Regions from separate parts of the Zea mays genome. Here regions 2 and 3 are each linked to region 1. The links are chromatin contacts, called in public Hi-C maps. All regions are on one chromosome and are shown on one strand. Each heading gives the region's core, a stretch centred on a gene start, on an enhancer-like site or on the middle of the called end of the contact. The rest is flanking DNA. Distances are from core to core; before and after follow the strand shown.

Evidence for each region. A called contact is a pair of places that touch in the nucleus more often than the background predicts.
Region 2: a Hi-C map of leaf shows a contact between it and region 1, with 2.7 times the contacts expected there. The contact joins the promoter of LOC100194025 here to the promoter of LOC100191363 in region 1. A contact is called at or near these places in 4 of 25 Hi-C or Micro-C datasets (bundle sheath, endosperm and leaf).
Region 3: a Hi-C map of bundle sheath shows a contact between it and region 1, with 2.3 times the contacts expected there. The contact joins the enhancer-like site here to the promoter of LOC100191363 in region 1. A contact is called at or near these places in 5 of 25 Hi-C or Micro-C datasets (bundle sheath, ear, leaf and 1 more).

The regions. Positions count from the first base shown.
Region 1 is chr5:118,747,214-118,751,274 of Zm-B73-REFERENCE-NAM-5.0, reverse strand. LOC100191363 (Sec14p-like phosphatidylinositol transfer family protein) reads left to right here and starts at 1,706. Exons shown (of 11, transcript NM_001136797.1): 1 at 1,706-1,907; 2 at 2,020-2,048. The coding sequence starts at 1,853.
Region 2 is chr5:118,134,544-118,138,604 of Zm-B73-REFERENCE-NAM-5.0, reverse strand. LOC100194025 (F-box family member) reads right to left here and starts at 2,219. Exons shown (of 2, transcript NM_001139088.2): 1 at 1,975-2,219; 2 at 1-1,836. The coding sequence starts at 1,999.
Region 3 is chr5:118,219,611-118,223,671 of Zm-B73-REFERENCE-NAM-5.0, reverse strand. No RefSeq gene overlaps it. Among protein-coding and RNA genes, the nearest start is that of LOC109939524, 63 kb to the left of the region's middle. Within about 2 kb of position 2,046, at least 19 of the 20 cell types and tissues checked have an H3K27ac peak or open chromatin away from gene starts, as enhancers often do. A contact at or near this core is called in bundle sheath, ear, leaf and 1 more, where this site is marked.

The sequences.
Region 1 (4,061 bases), core at 457-2,956:
CCATTATACCGGGTACCCAACAGTACTAGAGGGTTATTGTGATGCGAATTGGATATCTGATGCTGATGAGATATATGCCACAAGTGGATATGTGTTTTCACTTGGAGGTGGCGTTGTTTTATGAAAGTCTTGCAAGCTGACCATCTTAACGAGGTCAACTATGGAAGCAGAACTCACAACATTAGATACTGCTTCAGTTGAGGCTGAGTGGCTTCGTGAACTCTTTATGGATTTACCAGTGGTTGAAAAACCTGTGCCGGCTATTTTTTATGAACTATAATAATCAGATTGTGATAATTAAGATAAATAGTTCTAAGAATAATATGAAGTCGAAAGAGGCGTTTGAAATCTGTTAGGAAATTGAGAAACTCTAGAGTAATAGCGTTGGACTATCTCCATACGGCTAAATATCTGGCAGATCAATTTACTAAGGGGCTATCACGTAGTGTGATAGATAGTGCATCAAGTGAGATGGCTCTGAGACCCACCTAAAGTTTATCATAATGGTAACATGTTCTATGTGATCGAGATCCCGTGAATTAGAATGGTGAAACAAGCTAATGGTATACTGAGAGGAATAAGGATCATTTCAGATGCACATCTTTCCTTACTGTAAGGAAGGTTGATGTTTACACCTTAATATATTCCAAGTGATTTTGTGAAGTAAATATATCGTCACATACATCACATTGATTTTCTGGATTACATTAAAACTAATGATGCCTAATTCTCTGACACTCTAGCCCTCTGCGTAAATTAGTCGATTTTTATTGGATAATTTTCCGAAAGTTGCATTTGTTCACATGAATTCCAAATCAAACGTTCTATATATGTTTTTCGACTCACACAAGAAACACAATGATAAGAGTTCATTATACACTTTAACATAATTAGTTTAGTCGGTTTGGAAACTACGGAAAACTCTAAATTCAGCCCCTTCTGAGAATTTTGACTTTCCAGAAAATACAAACAGAACCTAATATAAGCATTATATATGGGCTGTTCTAACAAAAAAAATATTATGAGATTTATTTTCAAAAGTATTTTCTTACAATATTGATTTCTACAATATTAAACATATTATATGGGGCCGCTCTTTATTTTGAAGAAATTAAAATTTACTTAATAGAGTATGTTATTTGTTTTAAAATTTAATTCTGTACAAAGTTTAGATATAAATATATCTTAAATTTATAGGATAAAGTGTGGAAATTAATTTTATATATCACTAGTTCATTTTTCTACTTATAACTTATAACACGTTCTTCTTCTCACTCTTCTATAGTAGAGATATAACATATACATATCTTCCATATATGACAACAACAATATATAAATAAATTCTATATAAAATCATATTAGCTTAATTGATATATGTTTGAATTAGGTTTATTAGAAAGAAATTCAATTCTAAGATCCAAACGGTTAGAGGAATATTCTGGCAAAAAATAAATATTCCTTATATCTTTTATATGGACACTGTTTTTCTCATATCGTTTACATATTATAAAAAAGAAAAGATATTTTCATTTTCGGGTGGGCGGTAAAAAGTGGAGCAGTGTGAATTGTACTTGTACGGCGTGATGCGGTTCCCCTTCTGTCTGCCGCCGAGGTCCGAGCAAACTGTCGTACAGACTGAGACGCTTGCGCGATTAGCGAACGGAACGGAAGGAAGACCGTGGAAGCAAAGGCGCGCAGGCGCAAGGGAGCAGAGCACACGGCACACCACAAGAGAACAAATACACCTCAGGTGGCCTTCCTAAGATCGCCGACTGAATCTACCTCGCTTCGCGCCTCCAGTTCCGCACCGGGACTGCCGAATCTGTGCTCGGGATCGTCTCTTCCAGCGGCAATGGGGGCCGATTCTGAGGACGCCGTCAAGCAGCTCAGCCTCCTCATGGAGCAAGGTGCGTGCTTTCTTGCTTTAGTGAAGCTTCGCGCCATTTCTCGGGGCTTCTTTGCGGTTGTTGCGGTGTCCTGTCTTTCTGACTTCGCTATTCTTGGTCTGGATCTTTGCAGTGGAGGCCCCGCTGAAGAGATCATTTCAGGTATGGATCTGGAGTGCACTATATCCATTTCGTTGGGACAGCATGGATCTTGGTTTTGTTTCTGGTAGAATTTAGCTCATGTAGTCACATCGTAGTGTAGCTTTGCAAGTTTCAGCGAGATTTGAGCTGATTTAGAGAGAGTGAGGTACTCACTGTATCGTTAATCCTTATGAATGGCTAAATCGGCATAGGTCAAATTGGGGGTGATCCACTTCATATCTGATCGTTTCTTGGGTAATAATATATGCTAGAGATATGATGATGCAGCTATTACTGCTAGGAAGTGCATGCTCGGAGATGTTGTTTGATCTGTAACAAGTAGTATGTTCTATGTGAATTTGCTGCATTGTCAATGGGGTAGTCAGGTTTAGTGGTGCTTGTCTGCTTGACCTTACCCATAATGGCTCTGTGAAATTCGTTATAGTTCCCTGGGTTGACATCAGTTGTGAGCCCATGGATCGTCTTCTACTGTCATTGGAATAGCAGAATCATGCTGATCCCAGACTATCAAATACTGTGCTTAGTCAGTTTGGACATGTTTAGGCTGAGATCAGTTGGGAGCCCCGTGGATCATGCTTCCAATCCACGATGAAATGAATGGAAAGACTACTGATCTCTAGTCCATTAAATATGTTAAGTTGTTTTGGACATATTCGGGCATTCTGCATGCCATCTGTATACGTTCGTAACTAACTGCCATCTAGGAACTTTTGTGTCTTGTGGCATAATCCTCTCTTTTGGTTTTTAACGTCAACCAAACTTGCAGCCTGGAGTATGAAGGCACATATCCATCTCAACTAGGTTTTCATCACCGCTTAAGAGATGTTCTAAAGGCCATATGTTTTACATGTGTGCTAAATCAGTTCCATTCATTGCTTTGGCGTGAATGGAAATCTTCAGAAACCAACAAGGTTGTGAGTTGTGAGTTGTGACTATGATTTACTAAACTTAAACCCAGGCCCCATTGATTTTAATGGTCTTGTCTTAGCAGATTTTTTATTTGGCTTTTCATTTGGTTCTGACATTTTCTTAGGGGTGCTGGTGGGCGGGGTTAAAAACTGGACGGATACCACTACAAATCTGTTGAATCTCGATCCACGAATCCCTCCCAAGAATTAATTTGTCTACTAGATTAACATGTAAATATTGTAAAGGCTAGTTTTTCTTTCCTTTTTATTGAACGCAAACCAAACATATAGGAGAATTGCTTCATTGGTCCTTTTCCATGAAAATTTGCACATATCTCAAAGCAAACAAATTGTCGGTTAATATGTCACAGGCCTAAATTGCCATGATGGGGTACGAAGGTGTTGGGTCCAAGTCGGACCAACTGTAGCATGCAATCTAGCACGCACTCGTGTAGCGTATTGCAAAGCCCATCTTGGTTAGGATTAGGAAGAGTCTAGAAGCTAGGATTACTTGTGAGTCAAGTTGAGTCGTCGAGTCCTCTCTATAAATATAAGGGAGGTATATCCTTTAAGATTAAGCAAGAACAATTTAGAGGAAGACCCTAATCCTCTCTCCCCCTTCTTCTAGTCGCTAGCCTTTCTCTCTGCCTATGCTGTCCTACCTCTTCTAGCTGCTGCATCATGTCGCCTCCCATGCACACAGCTGATCGTAGCATCCTGTTGTCATCGACCTCTTACTTTGTAATGGCCAGGGCCGGAGCTGAGAATTAATGTGATCTCAAAATATTATACAAAATAAATTTTACTATACCTCAAAAGTTTCTTCTAACATTTCTTTAGGCAAAGTTATTAATGATCGTGTTGATATCAATCACTGTTCTTAAGGCGTCGCCTAGGCGTCCGGGTGGTGGTCTGACGCCTAGGCGCCTTGCCCGCCTACCTCGCCTAGGCGTCGCCTAGGCGTCCAGGCGGTGGTCCAACGCCTTGGACCGCCTTACCGCTTTAAAAACCATGATATCAATAGAATATATGAGTGGTTCTGACAAGTTAACTTTAAAACTCTAAACTCAGATATTAGATTATATAACCCACTATTTACTGTTCT
Region 2 (4,061 bases), core at 970-3,469, 610 kb after region 1:
AGAACTGAAGATTGAGGCCCTCTAGAGACTGGCCAAGGTTGCCCAAGAACGGCACACTCTTCTGAGTAACCTTAGAGCAACCAGACAGTGAGAGAACACGAAGCTTGAGGTGCCTTGCAGATGCCAGCATGGCAACACCATAGTCACTAACCATGCAGTTTGAAAGATCAAGCTCGGCAAGCTCGGTGCAGCTCTCAGACATGGTGAAGAGGCTAGCATCTGTTATCTTGCTGCAACCCTCAAGGCTGACTTTCTTCAGAGATTTTCCATGTCGCTTCACCAGAGAGGAGACAGCCACATCTGTGATGTTCTTGCAACCACTCAAGTCAACCTTGATCAGACCAGATTCAGAAGACTGGATCAATGGAAGAAGCCCATTATCAGTGACCTCACCAAGACCACTCAAGTCAACCTGCTCCAACTGAGGGCAAATCATCCCTACCACGGCCAAGCTTGCATTGGTGAAACCTGGGCAGTCCTTGATTGTAAGGAAACGAAGTGAACGGCAAAAAGGAAGTTGTGGCACAGAGCAGATATCCTTGATCCCCATGCATTTCACCAAAGAGAGAGCCCTGAACTTCTGGCTGCAGTTGAGGAAAGCAAGAATACCAACAAGAGTAACACGGTTGCATTCCTCAAGCTGTAAGTTCTCAAACACCTTTGCTGATTCTGTGAAGGCCTTAAGGCCAGCATCCGACACATGTCCGCACTTCCTCAGGTAAAGCTTCTTCAAGCTTGGGCAGAACTTGGCAATAGAAGCGAGCGCAAGATCAGTGACTCCAGGGCAAGAGGTAACACTCATGCACCTGAGATTCTGCAGGCCAGCAGCATTAGCCATCACCCAGAAACCCCTCTCACCAACAGTAGCAAGACGAGTAAGTGAAAGGTCAGTGATGGCCTTCCCGTAGTATCCAATCACAGCAAGTGAAGCATCAGTTATGTTCAGTCCCTGGAGCCGGATCTTAGCAAGCGAAGCAGTGGCAGAGCACACCAGGCTGGAGATGCCTTGGTCACCAACAAGAGGACAGTTCTTGATGTTCACAGCTTGCAGTTTCATGCAGCTGCGGCCAATTGCCCTCAAGCCCTCATCGCCAACACTAGAGCATGCCTCGATGGTCAGAGACACCAAGTCGGGGCACCCCTGCGCAAAAGCGGCGAGGCCCTTGTCTGTGATGAGGGGGCATCGAGAAATATCCAGACGCTCCAGCAAGGGGCACCCGGCGGCGATCTCCACAAGTCCAGCGTCGGTGATAAGAGGCACGTCCCAGAGCGCGAGCGAGCTGAGGTTGGGGCTGCCGCGTGCAACCGCCGAGAGTCCTTGGTCTGTGACGCCACGGGCCGGGTGGCTTCCACGGACGGAGAGCTTCTCCAGCCCGCCACAGGATCCGGCGACGACGGCCATGGCGGCCAGGCGGACGTCGGTGGCCTCCTTGCCCTCGAGGACCCTGTCAACGCACCGATCCGCGGGGACCTCCTCCTTATCCTCCTCCATGACGAACTCCTCGTTCAGGTCCGGCAGCGACGGGGTGTCCGCCGCCGCGGCGGCCTGGCCGAACTCGGAGACCCGGATGCTGCCGAGGAGCGCGAGCCAGCGGCGGGAGACGCAGGCAGCGGCGCCGCGACGGCCGGGCACGCGGCGCAGGATCTCGAAGAGGCACTCGTCCGGGAGCGCGTCGAGCGACGGAAGCTGCCTCTGCTTCTTGGCCGCCCTCACGCACTCCGCGGCCGCGGCGGCCACAGCGGACGCGGCCACTAGCGTGCGCTTCCGCTGCTGCACGGCGCCGCGGCAGAAGAGTCCGGCCAGCTCAGCCGGCGCCGAGACGAGGCACCCGTCATCTGGTCCATCCAAGAAGCAACCAATTAACCATCAGAACGGGATGCCACACGTAATCCCTCCCTCCCAGCGTAAAATCTCAAATCGATCGACAGAGCTCCTAAGAAAAGAAGAATAAAGAGGATGTTTTTCGCCCTCACCTCCGTAAGCGTAGAGCGCAGGCATGTCTCCGAGTCACCCAACACCGAAGCGACCCCTTCCCCTCCCACTCGAATCAAGACCAGAAGAACGAGCACCACCGGATCTGAGGCACCGAAGAGGGCCGGAAGCATTTACAGCCCGCCGGAGCAAGGAAAACGGAACCCTGTCGCCGCCGGCGACAGGGAAAAAAGGAAGCGAAGGAAGGAGGGGGAACCTCGGTGGGGAGAGGGGAGGAGACCGACCTAGGGGAGGAAAAGAAGACGGCGAAGAGATGGGAGAGGAATATAGGGGGTAGAGAGAGAAAAGGGTGGTTGGCAGCTTGGCCCGCTTGCGTGTGGCACTGTGGCCGCGGCCTGGCGGAGCGGATGAATCCGGATCGGGGAAAGGAGAGCGCGCACCCTTGTCCCTTGGTGCGCCCAAGGGACGTGGCGGGGGCCTCGGCGTCGCGTGCCCCTCGACACCCGTGGCGCCAAGTTGCATTGCACCGCACGCGGCGAGCTGGATTCATTGAACCTCCGCGCTGGACAGGTACGGCCGTACGGCGTAGAGCGGGGTCGTTTGGATGGAAGCAGATGAAAGTGGTAATAGAACCGCTAGATAAATTTAATATTTTAAAATAAATATTCATAAAATTTTATGTTGATTTTTATTATACTATCAAGCTCATTATTATAAATAAGAATAAAATATTGTATAAATTGTTTTATGTGTTATTTACTTCCTACAATAAAAATATAAAAAATTTGTCGAATTTGTTTTTAAATCCATACCAAATTTTATTTATACCTATCATTTGAGAAGATATAAGATGAATTTAAGGTTTACCTTTTATAAATCTTTACAATCTCAATGTTAAAAATAAGAATACACATTTATATGGTAGATTTTATATCCTATTTATTTGCAATCAAAGAAAAACGACCAAAAAACTGATTACCGAATAAATATTGTTTCCGATTGTTTTCATCCCTTACTAGATACAGATGTACAGGATGTCTTCATTGGATCATACAAAGCATTATTTTACACTATATATTACATTATTTATAGAGTAAATTTTAAAATGAGAGATATAATAGAAGATATGATAAGTAATCTGCTCGAGACAGTCTAAACACTAATCAAGACTACATCTCTTTTCTTCTCTTCTCTATCTTTACTCCTATAAAGTATCAGTTTTCCTAGTTTTCATTGTCGTCCCTTTAAAAAATATTTATGTTTTTTTTCTAATCTAACTCGCGGTCCACTGTCATCGTGTGTCGTTACCTCCTAGATAAAACAAGAGAAAACACAAAACCCAACATAACGCAAAACTGCACGGAGCGCAGCACTCCTGAATAGTATCATATGTCCACCTCGCTAGATGAAGTAGGACGAACGATCGAGTTAGCTATAAACCTGGTTTCCACTGTCACCCCTTTTGCAAAAAAAGTCATTATACTTCTTTTTAATCTAACCTGGGATCCACGCTCATCGTGTGTTGTCATAAGGCCATGAGAAATCGTCCAAGCACAACACGACATGAAGCCACACGTAGCACAATGCTCTCGGGTAGTACCACCTTACTAGCTGAAGAAGGATAAGCGACCGAGTTAGCTATAAAAAAGGGGCATGTCAGATATTCAACTAATATCTTTCTCGGACTTTTAGCTAAGATAAAGTACAATATTTAATATCTAGTATGTGAGTCATATGTCCACTTTAATTTTAAACTTATTTTTTGTAGGGAGGGTCCACTTTAGTTTTAAATTTTTTTATAGAGAGGGTCCATCACAGTGTGTTGCCATTGTGCCCTCATGTGTTGTACAACCATTGCAATATAACCATTGCAATATATCGCCAAATATGATTGGTGTCGTTGCAAGGTGCATGCATTGTACTAGTGCATGCATTATGAGGGTGTTTGGTTCCCTTAGTCAGCCTTCTAAATTTTAGGTACTAAACTTTAGTCCATAGAATTTCTATTTGTAAAGTCTCATTTAGTCATATTGTTTGCCAGTTTAGCGACTAAAAGTACTAAACTTTAGTTTAGGAGGTGGGAACCAAACACCCTAGGGATAACTTTTTCCAAGAAATCAAATAAGTT
Region 3 (4,061 bases), core at 797-3,296, 530 kb after region 1:
GCGCTTAACCCATCACACAGACATTACACACCATCGGAGTAGAGAATAAGCGGACATGATTACAATAACATAATTTACATTCATATAAAATATAGAAAGAGTAGTTATTACATATCCGAGTACTTGAGTGCGTACTTATTATTACATCACTAGGAGGCAAAACACTCTCCCCAAATAAGGCTTAGTGTTCATCCTCCTGCTTGGGAACCACCTTGGAACAGAAACAGCAGAACTCCGTCGTTTCATCACCTACAACAACATGGGTTCAAAAACCCTGAGTACGGAGTGTACTTTTGCAAGTCTTACCCGTCAAAGGAAAAGACTCTCAAGGATATGCTGGCTTTTGGGAATCAAGGTAAAGCCTTTCAAGATTCAAAGACTCTTTTTGCAGAAAAGCTTACTATCCGTGGATCCTTAAAAATCCATTTTTAATTATCAAGTTAAGTAGTTACCTGCATCTAGAGTCCTTTCTATCCTAGATCAAACACTTGGCCTATACTAGCCTTCTTTTATCACCCCTTCAGTTCACTTGTTTGCTACATGTAGGTCAGTGACCAAGTCTTCATGTCCGAGAAGTAACGACGATCTCCAACCACACGACATATGTAGCACTTACTTAACCCTTGCATATGTCAACTCGCCACCAGGTTTCTCAAGACCAGAATGGGTTCACGCCAACTGAGAGCACATATACTCCACCGTCCAGCCTCTTGCCACGAAGGGTACACGCTACTCTCGCCATCTCTCCACTCCCATTGTGTGGTAGCCTTTCTGGTATTGGTCCGACCGAGGCAAAGCTTACTAATGATGAGGCATATGGCCAGTTAAAAGGTCCTCGATCATCAAGCCTACATTGGCTCGATCCTTAAACGACTTAGACGGAGACACTACACCGAGACTTCCTTCTTGTGCAAGTCACAGCCCGGTCTCGTTTTTATCATTTAAGATCCCAAAGTTTGGTACCTGACAGAGGTACTTCTTTTCTGTTGTTGAAACCATCACGGCCATGATGGATTCCTCATCACAAGTATTTTCTTTGTAAAAATTCCCATCCAGGGTGAAGCATCACCTTTTGCCTTAAAACAAAACATTTGTTTTTCTAAAGCAAGACTAAGCATCATAAAAATCATTTTCATAAAAGGGAATCAAGGAATGGTAATCAATTTTCTATGGAAAGAAATACATCAATTGTTTGACACACAACTCCTATCACCTAATGCATCAAATAAGGTGATAACGTTTTAAAGCAGCAAGGAAAGGGATAATGCACCGGGGCTTGCCTTGTGTTGCAGGAGGTTCAGGGTCCACTCTGTAGATGTCGAAGTAAAAGTTGTTCTCGGCTGGAGGATTTTCAGCTTGGGAGACAACTTCTTTTTCTACCATGGTTTCTTCCTCGTGTTCTATACATGACAATACATGTACATGAATATTTATGCGATGTCATGAATATGCAGTTGCACAATAGAAACATACTAAGTTGTATCTTCTAAGTTGTATCTTGAATACAACTTTCCTTCACGGTACAAGCTAATCACTAGGGTTTCCTAACCTATCATTCTATTAGTATTAAGTAACTTAACCCTAGGAGGTTAGTAATTGGGTTTTTGACCAAACAATGTCCAAAACATTTCAAACTTCATCCAAGATCATCAATTATCATACTAAGCCTACGCAAAAAATTTCACAATTTTTGGAGTTACTAAATTATTTATAAAATTCTAAAAGGCTTGGTTTGAACATCTTTAAATGTTAAATATTTCCAGGTTTGGGATAAAAATATTGGAACTATTTTTCTTAAATACTATGTGATTTTAAGAGTCTAGCAAAATTGGTCTCATGATTTTACCAATTTTCTACTATTTTCTACAAATTTCCTAATCTGGCAGTAAAAAGAAAAGGAAAAAGAATGAGTAGTGATGGGCTCAAATTAGCCCGAGTCGGCCCGCGAACAGGGAAACACACCCGCGGGATTGGTTTTGCGCAAAGGTACCTGGCCAAATGAATAACCGGTAAAGAGCCCCTGAACACTATTCCGATTTCTCACTGACAATCGCAGATAGGCCCTCCTATTTCTGTTTCTTCACGATTCAGGACCCTGGTCATAGAACACGCGAATACCCAGACGGAATCGCCTGTTCTCGCCGGTGGTGACCCATTCTTGTGGTGGCGAGCGCTCGGACACCCCCATGGATGCGACCCGAACATATTTATGCGCTCAATTTGACCCGAGCGTCGCTAACACCTAGTTGTCTGCGGCAATGGCAGAACTGGATCGTTGACATGCTGGTACTGGCCTACCCAAACCGGTCTAGCTTAATTCAAGGATGCAGCACCAACTAGTGACCTACTAGGGCTATGGTGCTCACGCAATTTTGGATAGAGATTACCAGGAACGGTCGGTCGACGTGAGCTATGTCCGCGGCGGCGTTCCTGGACATTAATGCGACATTCCCTATGCTACGGTGCGGTAGCGTTCAATCGGCCGAGACGGAGAGCTTCACTAGCGTCAGAGGAGGCAGAAACATGGATAAGAGGGACACAAACGGACCTGAGATCGGCTGGCCACAGTGAGATGCCTCACGGCGGTGTTGTTGGCTGATTTGGGGGAAAACGGGAATTTGCGAGCTATGGTGGACGATCGGGAGCGAGGAGTGGTGCATTGGGTTCGTAACGAGATAGCGGAGCAGGGAGGGCACTCAATTTATAGTATTCACTTGTATGCTTCATGAATTTGGGATGAGAACGTTACAGCGGCAATCAGCTTTCTTCCACTATGGCCCGGCGTCGTGGCACACGACGACGCGATGACACGGCTGGCTACCTACGGTCACAGGAGTATTATACAAGTGCATGGACACCACGTATAAGAGAGACACGGTGAGGGAGAGCTTGGCCGCCCGTGACACCGCGACATGGAGCACTCAAGTGAGTGTTGTGCGCCGATCAGATTTTTACCCCTCCCCAGCTCAATCCGTAGAGCAGTGAATCTGCCCAAGGTTATCCACTCTCCACAGGCACGAATCTCCCAGGCGAGCACGAATTGCGGCGGAAGATCACCGGTGTTGGGTTCACGCCACTAGAGATCTTTTCAGCTACTGTACCATAGCGATCTTCTTCAGTGCGCCTGACCGAGCGATTTGAGGAGCTTGTTCTCAAATTTTTATGTGACAAACTGCTAATCCGACTACATCAAAGTTGTTGCCCTATAAACCAGATTTAATTTAGTTACAGAGATCTTGGTCAAACATCCACTGGATCGAGCACTACTCAGTTCTAAAGTTGATCCAATGCAACTGCTAGTCTGATTTCAGACTGATACTCGACTGACAGCCCATCTTCTAGTCCATTTGGCTCAAATTTCTGCACCATTCTTGGGCTAGATCACTCAATCAAAATTGGACTACTATAGTAGCTCTACAATTTTGTTGTAGTAACTCCTAACAAAATCTTCATAGATCAAGAGATACAGGGGCTTAATGTCAGCCCAATATCACTATTTTTTAGAGTTAAGCATTTGGGTGCTCTTTGACCTTTTTGCAATTTAACCCAAATTACTCCACAAAACATGGAAATCTCCAAATGTAAAAGTTGTTAGTTTTTGTTACCCTACCACTTTGATATATGCACTTTGGTCCAAAAGTGCATAGAAATTGAAATCAACTTGTAGGGCACTAATTAGGGTTTCTAGGGTTTTAGTTAGGGTTTGGAGTGTTCTAGGGTTTAAGTGGCACTCAAACTTTCCAAGTTTAGTCTTCCTTGAACATCTCTACTAACCTTTGAGATCATACTCTAATTCTCATCTCACACACCCACATGCTTCAAATCCTTGAGTAAGTGCCCTATCCTAGGGTTAGAGATCAAGTCAAGTCATCACATCACAACTTGTTTTGAAGTTTTTACCTAGTGGATGCAGTCTAAGTGTAACATACATAATGAAATGCTAATGCATATGATGTCATGCCCAAGATTTAGTTATAGTAACACCAAGGGTGTTACAAAAACAATATTATAATCCATATTGCTCATTAATAAAATGATACAAAATGTATATTACATTTGTA